Regions from separate parts of the Mus musculus genome. Here regions 1 and 3 are each linked to region 2. A link is a contact called in public Hi-C and HiChIP or PLAC-seq data. All regions are on one chromosome and are shown on one strand. Each heading gives the region's core, a stretch centred on a gene start, on an enhancer-like site or on the middle of the called end of the contact. The rest is flanking DNA. Distances are from core to core; before and after follow the strand shown.

Region 1 (3,080 bases), core at 300-2,799, 1.8 Mb before region 2:
TCTTTTCATAAATAAAAGCCAAACCAAGGAAAGTGGTGATCTTTCCACAGGTAAAATTCCCTGCCCAAACGTTCTCCATAAAAATGACATTCTCCCCAGTGTAGGGGAATGCCAGGGCCAGGAAGCAGGCAGGAGTGGGTGGGTTGGTGAGCAGGGGAAGGAGGAGGAAATAGGGTGTTTTCGGAGGGGAAACCAGAAAGGGAGATAGGATTTGAAATGTAAATAAAGAAAATATCTAATAAAAAAATTTTTAATGACGTTCTCCAAATAAATGCTGAGTGTGGATTATTCTTTTACTAATGCTTCACAGAAAATTATGCAGCTTTAGGGGAACAACTCTTGCTCAAAACAACGGAACTCTTTCCCACCTCCCATCCCCTAACCACTGAAACTGCTTGCTGGCAGCTCAGGCTAATTACATCCTAGCTCCTGCACACAGGCTTTGCGGTGTGCCGCCCCTCCCCCCGCCCCGTTTCCAGCATACTGCTAGTGCAGGGTTTATTGACATGATATAATGTCAGAATAGTTTTCAGGGGCTAAAGACGCCTCTCTATTCCAGAAAAGGATGGAAAGGGTGCTAAAGGGAACACAGATTCAGAGGCCACCAAGGGGGCCCACATCCAGAATACCACCTCACTGTGACCTCGCCCACCGAAACTTCAGGCTTGGGGAGAGGACTCACGCCCCTTGCCTGCTCCTGCAGCTGTCGTTCACACTCTACGCTTAGGAAGGGCAAAGCAGCCATACCCCCACATTTCTCGCTCAAAAATCGGACTTGGCCGCACCCAGTGTCAGGGAACGCCTCGGGCGCGTGGCAATCGTCAGTGGCCCGCACTGTGTTCAAGACCCTTTTAACGACTGTATGGGTGGCTCTGAAAAGAGCCTTTGAATTGAGGGCACCCTCGCCGCGCCTCACTTGGAGCTGGTGTATTTGGTGACTGCCTTGGTGCCCTCGGACACAGCATGCTTGGCCAGCTCCCCGGGCAGCAGCAGGCGCACGGCTGTCTGCACCTCGCGGGACGTGATGGTCGAGCGCTTGTTGTAATGCGCCAGGCGGGAGGCCTCGCTGGCGATGCGCTCGAAGATGTCATTGACGAACGAGTTCATGATGCCCATGGCCTTAGACGAGATGCCGGTGTCCGGATGCACCTGCTTCAGCACCTTGTACACGTAGATGGAGTAGCTCTCCTTGCGGCCCCGTTTGCGTTTCTTGCCATCCTTTTTCTGCGCCTTGGTGACCGCCTTTTTGGAGCCTTTCTTGGGGGCTGGAGCTGATTTGGATGGATCAGGCATAATGTCTAGTTGTACTACGGAAACGCGGACGCCCCTGTAGCAAGAATATTTGTATGCCTTGCATTCAAATGAAGGATCAGGCATCACTCCCTTTGATTGAATACAATTTTACATTACGTCATCGCGGGGTAAGGCATATGCAAATTAGGAAGGCTCCGCGTTCTTTTCTGATTGGTTCTTGTTGGCATCCAATAGGAAGGTGCAGTCTAGCCTCCCTCCTGATCATATATAAGAGCTTGCTGGCGCTTACGAATTCGTTTTCGCTAGGTTTCTTTTCTGTTTTTGCGTACTTTTGGTTATCAGTGGAAGATGTCTGGTCGTGGCAAGCAGGGCGGCAAAGCTCGTGCAAAAGCGAAGTCTCGTTCTTCCCGTGCCGGCCTGCAGTTTCCAGTGGGCCGTGTGCACCGCCTTCTCCGTAAGGGTAATTATTCGGAGCGGGTCGGCGCTGGTGCCCCGGTGTACCTGGCGGCTGTGCTAGAATATCTGACTGCTGAGATCCTGGAATTGGCTGGTAATGCGGCCCGCGACAATAAGAAGACGCGAATCATCCCGCGCCACCTGCAGTTGGCCATCCGCAACGACGAGGAGCTCAACAAGCTGCTGGGCCGCGTGACCATCGCGCAGGGCGGCGTCCTGCCCAACATCCAGGCCGTGCTACTGCCCAAGAAGACCGAGAGCCACCACAAGGCCAAGGGCAAGTGAGGCCCCTACCGGTCGTTAGTGCGACTTTTACAGACACCAAAGGCTCTTTTCAGAGCCACCCACAACCTCATTAGAAAGCGCTGTACACTGAGCCTGTCGCCAGTTACTGGCCAGGCCAGTTCTCCTGACTCCTTCCGTGCATTCCTGCATCCCTGTGCGGCGCTTGGGGAGCTCAAGGGAGACCAACGGCTTCATCTGCGGGTGGCCTGCGGGCCGTTGGAGGCGTTCGAGTTTCTCCCCACCACTCCGTGTCAGACACAAGGTTGCAGTTAACGTTCGTGTTTGGACATTAAGGGGATACTTAATAATAGAAATTAGTATAAGGTTCTGGTTTAGATGCTAGTGTTTCTATTGAAACTGGGTTAAATTGACATGTTCAAGTCTTCCAGTTAGGACGGGGTTTTCAAAGGTTTCTGAGGGGAGACTTGGTATTTCAAATCTACTTGTTTATATAAATGTTCTGTTACAAGGCGATTTACAACTTTGGAGTTTTGCTGGTTTCCTTTGTGGGGGTGGGGAGCCGGTCTCTAGGCTGCTTCAGCCTGCTTAGTGGTAGGATTACAGATGAGCATGGTGGTCCTGCAGGCCTTTGGAACTGGTTAATCGGATCCACTTAAGTAGCTTAACCTTGGGGAGCAAAGTGATTTGTCAGGTTCTGGTTAAACTAGGTGTGAGAGTACAGCAGTGTCCTTTGTCATAAAGTTTAAAGCAGCATCATACTAAGGACATGCTTTTATAGATGATTGTGACTTCTTTAAGCAGCATGACGAATGGTTGAGTTACAGGTAAATCAGGAGCGTGGTTGGGAAAGGGAGAGGAGGGGGTTAAATGAGTTACCTTTAAATCGTTTTAAATGGCACAGAATTGGGCCTCTTCCCTGTTAACTGCTGTACACTATTTAAAATTTAACAATACAGGCCACGAAGACAGTTATATAATGTTTATTATATAATTTATATAGACTGTACTGAAACTGGATCTGTTCAAGCCTGGGCTCCTCAGACACCGTCTGTAACTACAGAGCTGCTCATAAAATACCAACGTCTTAAAGCCATTTGTCTAAGGATAAGCAATTTTCCTTAACG
Region 2 (3,353 bases), core at 694-3,193:
TGAGCTGTCCTTCGGGGCCAGCTTTTCTCTCTTTGGGCCTGGGTCTAGCCGGCACATTTTTTTTTTCTTCAAGTCAAGACAGGGTTTCTCGATATAGCTATGGCTGTCCGGGAACTTGCTTTTAAGAGCAGGCTGACCACGAAGTCAAAGATCCACCTGCCTCCGCCTCCCAAGAGCTGGAATTAGAGGCGTGCACCACCACGCCCATAGCCTGGCTCTTTATAGTCAAGAACCAGGGCTGCTGGCTGCTTGTCCCCCTAGTCTAGCAGTTGAACAGACTTGCCGCCTAGGACCTGGCGCACCTGTCACACTCCTTACTAACAGATCTCTTTCCATTACACGCCACCAAACGGGCTGTTCCTGAGCCCCTAGGACTGGAGAGAACCCCGAGTTCGCGGAGGGAGAAGTGACGTCCCGAGACCACAGTGTGGGGCGGTGGCTGGCTAGGGCGTATTCCCTCGGTGGCATGGGGTCCGGTTCGCGGCCTGAGGGCTCAAATCCCGCGCGGCCCCAGACCCCCGGAGCCCCCGCCCAGGTCTTCCGCCCCGGGCGGGGCAGGCCCGGGAAGACTCGCGGAGGCCCGCCCGCCCCGCCCGCCGGTCCCGGAAGCGCAGAGGAAGCGGCCCGGGGAGACGGCCTAGGGGTCGCCTTTCCCCTTCTCCCCCAGCTAACCTTGAAGTCGTTGCCGCTGAGGTCCACGCCGCGCACGAACGGCAGCACCCCGGTGGCCTCCATGGTGGCGCAGCTCTCTTACGGGCAGGGAGGACGCGGGGCGGCCGAGAGCCGCGGGCTGGGTCAGCGCCGGCCCCGCCCCTTTAACCCGCGCGCGCCGCCTCCCGGCCGCGGCCTCTGCGGGAAGTGCTGCTAGGCGACTCCCAGAGCTGCGAGGCCTCCCTGGGACCAGAGTTCTGGGGAGGCCTGTAGGGGTCCCGCTGGAGATGATCAACACTTCCAGTCTCCTGTCGGAACGTGGAGGGTGGGGTCCAGGCACTGTCGCTTGGGCTGCTGTAGCCTCTGGGGCTGGCCGTGACCCAGGAGTGATGGTGGTAACAACGTCAGGGACACAGGCAGTTTGTGTGTGAGGGATCAGTGGTGGTGGTGGTGGTGGTAGTGGTGAGACTTCCGGGGCTTTGGGACCTAATCCTTCAGCTTCAGGACTCAACTTTGATCATGTGTAACACGGTCCCCAAAGTTGCCAGAGTACTCACATGTGGCAGCTTAGAGAGCAGGCTGCACAAACACTCACAATTCTCCCTTGGCATCAGGACTCCAGTCACCATTCTTTATTGATTTGTTTTGTGCTCTAGATCAGTGTATATCTCCTGGGCCAAGCTCTTAGTGGCCATCTTGCCCTGGCCAGCATACAGTAGGTTTCCCATAAACAGACACAGCTGTTCTATGGAAGTCCAGGGTCTGGCATCCCGGGTTTCAGGAGGGAAGAGACTGATAGAGTTCCCACGACAGATGGCAGAGCTCTTTTCCCATTATGTGTCAGGCAGGCCAAACGGAAATGGAACCACCAGGCACTCTAACAGGGGCGAACTTGAGAGGCAGAATGTGGGCCTTTGGGCTAACTGCAGTTTTGTCTGCCTGGCCCACCAAGGGACCATGAGCTCAGACTCCACACTGAGGCTCTCATTACAAGTACACACAAGGTCAGATGTGAGACTAAGTACGACTGCTGAGAATTCGATGTCAGTTGTGGCTTTAGTGTGAGGCCCTTTCTCAAGAAACAAAACACCCGAAAGTAAGTAAACTAGACAAGCCCCTGAATGATTGTCACACTCACCACCTCCCCCGCCCCCCTTGCGCTATCAATATAACCTTGCGCCTTTAAATCCGGAGTATGCTTGTGGTTTCCGCCCCAGACGGTCCCGGGGCGTGCCTGGCGATCATTGGCTGAGCTGCTCCGTTTTGAGCACGTGTGCGCAGGAGTTGTGCGCTCGGATTGGAGCGAAGGCCTGCTTATCCAGCGTGCCTTTCGGGTCACTTGCCGCCTCGGGCCTCGGCGTTCGGTTCCCGGGGTTTGAACGTTCCATTCCTAGGCGAGTCCTGGGCCTCCAGGGTCCTACTCGCCCTGTCCTTGGGTCCATGCGCTGACGCTCGGACGCAGGTACGGCTACAGCGCACCGGGTGGCCCGGTGTCTCCCAGCACTGGGCGTGGCGCGCATCCCGGGGCAGGTGGGGGCGTGGCCTGCGGTCACTGCGGTGGGAGGGAGGACTTGGGAACTGAAGAGCAGAGTTCGAATCCCAGCGGTGCCTCTTCCCGACTTGGGTATTGCACACGATTTCCAGGGCCACAGTGACTTCGCTCTTGAATAGAGTCTAAGAGCCTATTTGGTTACACGTTTCTGCTCAGTCATGATCAGAAGCAATCAGCTTTGGCCAGAATGTAAGAACAGGTGAAGTTCAGGCTGTCAAGAGTCGGGTTATTTTGTTATTTTTGTTTTGTTTTGAATAGAGGCTCTATTATGTAACTCTGGCTATCCTCCAACTCAGTGTGTAGACCAGGCTTGCCTTGACTGCCTCTGCCTCTTCAGTGCTGAAATTAAAGGCCTGCACCACCACATAGGGCCTAAGTGGGTTATATTTAGTCACCTATTTTATTCCTTTCTTACTGGAGTTTGAATACAAGACCCCTCTAGGTGTAGGGCTGAGTCCCACTTTAGACAGGTGATGGAATGCAAGCCCCTTCCATTTGCAGAGTGGCTTACTGCTCTGAGGGCAGTGGTGGGCAGTAACAGAGCAGAGCTGTTTCTGAGCTTGGAGTAGGCTCCCTGGCTGCCCTTTGACCTTACCAGGCTCGAGGACAGGGTCTTATTTTTAGTCTGGGGAGCATGGACAGGTGTCTCAGCTGAGTCACACAGTGCCTAAGGCTTCAGCTACTCTAGGCATCTTGTCACTTGGCAACTGAGTCCCAAGGCAACCATGGCCCTGAAAGAAGGGCTGAAGTCCTTGGTGCCCCGGCAGGCAATGACCTTTCTGGCTTAGTGGCCTGGGCCTGTGGATTTCTGTGACTTTTTCCCAAGTTCCTGACTGGGCCAGTCACACACTTCCCAGTCCTTACTGGTGCGGTCGTACAAATAAACAGAAGCCCTTGGCTCCGGGCCTTTCTCTCACCTTCTTACCCTCTCCAACTTTGTTCCGAGTCCATGGGCCCTGGCCAGCTTGTCCTGATTCAGTGTTTATTTAAGCCTACTTCACTCACCACTGCACCCTGGGGCCTTCAGCCTGGCTCTGATGGGGTTGCCCTAGCCCAGGTAGTTTTCTTGTCAAGGTCTGGGGGGGCCACTATCTAGATTCCTGAATTTGCTAAGGGTCTATCAAAGGTCTGACAGGCCCCACCCAGGCAA
Region 3 (3,119 bases), core at 160-2,659, 1.0 Mb after region 2:
CATTAGAGGTGGTTGTAGGCTGTCACGTGGGTGGGTGCTGGAACTGACTCAGTCTTGAACAACTAGTATTCTTAACCAGCCAGTTCTCCAGCCCCCACACCTGGGGAAGCAGTTTTAATAGGAAAACAGGTTTGACATTACTTCCCAGACTTTAACGAAGTCATACGAGGTAACCTCTTCCTCATAACAGTGGCCCCTGAAGGACAGAGTGGGGTAGCAGTCTGATATGCAATACAGTTCCCTGCATACAACAATAGGTTGCGACTCTCAGTCATACAGAGCATGACTTGGCAACCTGATGAACTACAGGCAATAGAATCAAATACCCAGATTTTGAAATGTCTATTGCAAACATACCTTATCAGAAAAAAAGATACATACTAAATGCCAAAGAAAGAGCACAGAACTATGTTTTGGTGTTGTCAATTCTTGGAGCTTATCCCAAGTATAGAGCTATATTGTCAATGATAGAAAGTACAATTTAAAAACAAAACAAAACAAACAAACAAACAAACAAACAAAAAACCCCCAACAACTTTGTAGCCCTGTTTGCCAGGAACTCGCTCTGTGGACCATGAGCCCTCAAGATCCTTTCACCAGTCTCTGAGATTAAGGGGTGTGCCATCAAGCCCCACAAACTGCAAGATTATTTAAGAACAGAAACACTGGTTCTATGTTAAACCACAGAGTAGCTAATGAATATAATGTGCATATCTCTGCAAAAATTGGATAATAATGATACAAACTACAGCAGTTAAAAGACAAGAAAGGTTTCCTATAGTGGGGCTTAGGGGCACGCACCTATTTTATTTTTATTTGTGCATTTAAATTGTTAAGCACTAGGGCATGAGATGGGTCAATGGCAGGCCGCTTGCATTGCTTCACCTTGCATTCGACTCCAGAACCGCAAGAAAAAAAAAAAAAAAGAAAAAAAAAAAACATAAAACATTAGAACTCACACTTCCTCAGGCCTCAAAGCTCGGTTCAGTATTTTCGTATCCCTCACAAAAGCTAAACACCCAAACTCTGCCAATATCGATATAAGAAAAATAAATCCTTATCAATAATGTAACAGATTGAGGAAGAGATTTTTCTGCAGAGTATCTTATGCCGCTCCTCCTACGTCTGATTGGAGCCCAATCATCCACTAAGGCTGGTGGAGCCGAACACGGGGCCCCGGGCTCGCCCCGGAGCAACAAGGGCCATGGCTCCCGCCCGGCACCGCGCGAGCTCGCGGGGCCCGCCGTCCGCCCGCCGAGGCTCCCGCCCGCCTACCTGGTCCCGACCCCAGCCCGGCCCGCCGCAGCCTCGGCTGCCGAAGGAAGAGAGCACAGAGCTCCGCACGGCGTCTTACAGCAAAATGGCGACTCTAAGCGCGAGAAAGTCTTTCGAGACTGCGAGGCCAGGGGCGGGGCCTGAGGGCAACTGACTAGAGTGGGCGAGGCCGTCGAGGGGCGTGGTCTGGAGGAAGAGGGGCGGGGCAGAAAGTGGGGTAGAAGGCAATGCATTTGATGCTGTGGGCGTGGCCGCCAGAGTGGGCGGGAGGATGTTGTGTGGGCGTGGTCAGACTCGAGGAAAGTGGGGGAGAATTAGAGTGGGCGTGGTTGGAAGTGTGGTTAAAATTCATAGGTTCTGACTGGGTTCAAGTCTTTACTGTCCTGCAAGACTGAGCAAGTCACCTCTTTGACCTGAGTTCTTCTGAAAAAGAGATGACAGCAGTACCCCCATCTCCTGGGGTTGGGAGGAGTGAGTGAGAAATCTGCGAACCTCTTGGCATGGTTCTTAGCATACAGTCGATGAGCAGTTATCATTCATAATTATTCGCTTTGTTGTCCCTTCCTTCTTTTCAGTGGTTAAGAGTATATACTGCTTTTCCAGAGAAGCTGAGTTTGGTTCCCAGAACCAATGTCAGGCAGTTCACAACTGCCTGTAATTCTAGCTCCAAGTCTCCCTGATGTCTCTGGCCTCCTCAGCCACCTGCACTCATATAAACATAAACATATACAAATAATTAAACATTCTAAAAGTTAGTTTTTTAAAAAATTGTAGCTCTGGGTGACCTGGAACTCACAGAGATCCATCTGTCTCTGCCTCCTGAGTGTTAGGATTAAAAGGGTGGCCATCATTCCTAGCAAATTGGTTGCTGTTGATATATCATTGCTGAATTCTTTATACCTTGAAATATGGTGATCCCTATTTTTTAAGGGGCTACTTGGCCCTTCCTCTCTTTCTTTTTTTTTTAAATATTTATTTATTTATTATACAGTAAATACACTGTAGCTGTCTTCAGACACTCCAGAAGAGGGAGTCAGATCTCATTACAGATGGTTATGAGCCACCATGTGGTTGCTGGGATTTGAACTCTGGACCTTTGGAAGAGCAGTCGGGTGCTCTTACCCACTGAGCCATCTCACCAGCCCCCAGTGATCCCTATTTATAACATAACAAACATATAGTGCATGCCAGGTATCAAGGCATTATTTATTATTATCTATATTTTATATTAATATATATTAACAGTAACTTTCAGAAATGGGGTAAGACTTATCTCTATTTAATTGCTGTGGGTACTCAGATGCCAGTGACAAAGCAATAGATAGGCACCACCTGCAGTGCCTTGCTCCATGTGTATACTTAAAGGCTCTCATCCACTGCACTTCCAGTTCACAAGTGAGACAAGCAGACATTTATGGGAGGATGCACAGGTGGCTAGAATTAATTATCAGAAGGCTGAGGATGGTTAGAATTCATAGGAGGGCTTGTGGGTAGCTAGAATTCATGGGAAGTATGCACGAAAACTGAAAAGAAGCTGTGTCTGGCTGACTGATGACAATTTCAGTACTGTGGGGGAGATTGGGATGTTGCAGGTTCAGAGGCTAGTTTACCTTTTCTTGGATTAATTTTGGCCCTCTGGAACAGCCATTTCTTTTTTTTTTTTTTTTTTTTTTGGTTTTTCAAGACAGGGTTTCTCTGTATAGCCCTGACTGTCCTGAAACTCACTCTGTAGACCAGGCTGGCCTCGAACTCAGAAATTCGCCTGCCTCTGCCTCCTAAGTGCTGGGATTAAAGGCGTGCGCCACCACCGCCTGGCTTGAACAGCCATTTCTTGTCCACCTCTG

Evidence for each region. Hi-C and Micro-C count contacts between places; a contact is called where the count stands out from the background. HiChIP or PLAC-seq counts read pairs in DNA pulled down with a chosen protein or histone mark.
Region 1: a FOXA1 HiChIP or PLAC-seq map of pancreatic cancer cells shows a contact between it and region 2. The contact joins the promoter of H2aw here to the promoter of Mief2 in region 2. A contact is called at or near these places in 1 of 39 promoter capture datasets (pre-B cells), 1 of 484 Hi-C or Micro-C datasets (B cells) and 1 of 115 datasets of contacts at active chromatin or transcription factors (pancreatic cancer cells).
Region 3: a contact with region 2 is called in a Hi-C map of B cells, with 8 read pairs. The contact joins the promoter of Prpsap2 here to the promoter of Mief2 in region 2. A contact is called at or near these places in 3 of 39 promoter capture datasets (cranial neural crest, liver and pre-B cells), 1 of 484 Hi-C or Micro-C datasets (B cells) and 1 of 115 datasets of contacts at active chromatin or transcription factors (large pre-B cells).

What each region holds. Positions count from the first base shown.
Region 1 is chr11:58,953,136-58,956,215 of GRCm38.p6, forward strand. It overlaps H2aw (H2A.W histone), which reads left to right and starts at 1,550. Exons shown (of 1, transcript NM_178218.4): 1 at 1,550-2,057. The coding sequence starts at 1,603. The coding sequence ends at 1,995. It also overlaps the pseudogene H2bu1-ps and a transcript of Trim17 not described here.
Region 2 is chr11:60,726,455-60,729,807 of GRCm38.p6, forward strand. It overlaps Mief2 (mitochondrial elongation factor 2), which reads left to right and starts at 1,944. Exons shown (of 4, transcript NM_001009927.2): 1 at 1,944-2,113. It overlaps Flii (flightless I actin binding protein), which reads right to left and starts at 809. Exons shown (of 30, transcript NM_022009.2): 1 at 673-809. The coding sequence starts at 735. It overlaps Mir5100 (microRNA 5100), which reads left to right and starts at 2,209; the gene lies at 2,209-2,272.
Region 3 is chr11:61,760,679-61,763,797 of GRCm38.p6, forward strand. It overlaps Prpsap2 (phosphoribosyl pyrophosphate synthetase-associated protein 2), which reads right to left and starts at 1,410. Exons shown (of 12, transcript NM_144806.2): 1 at 1,276-1,410.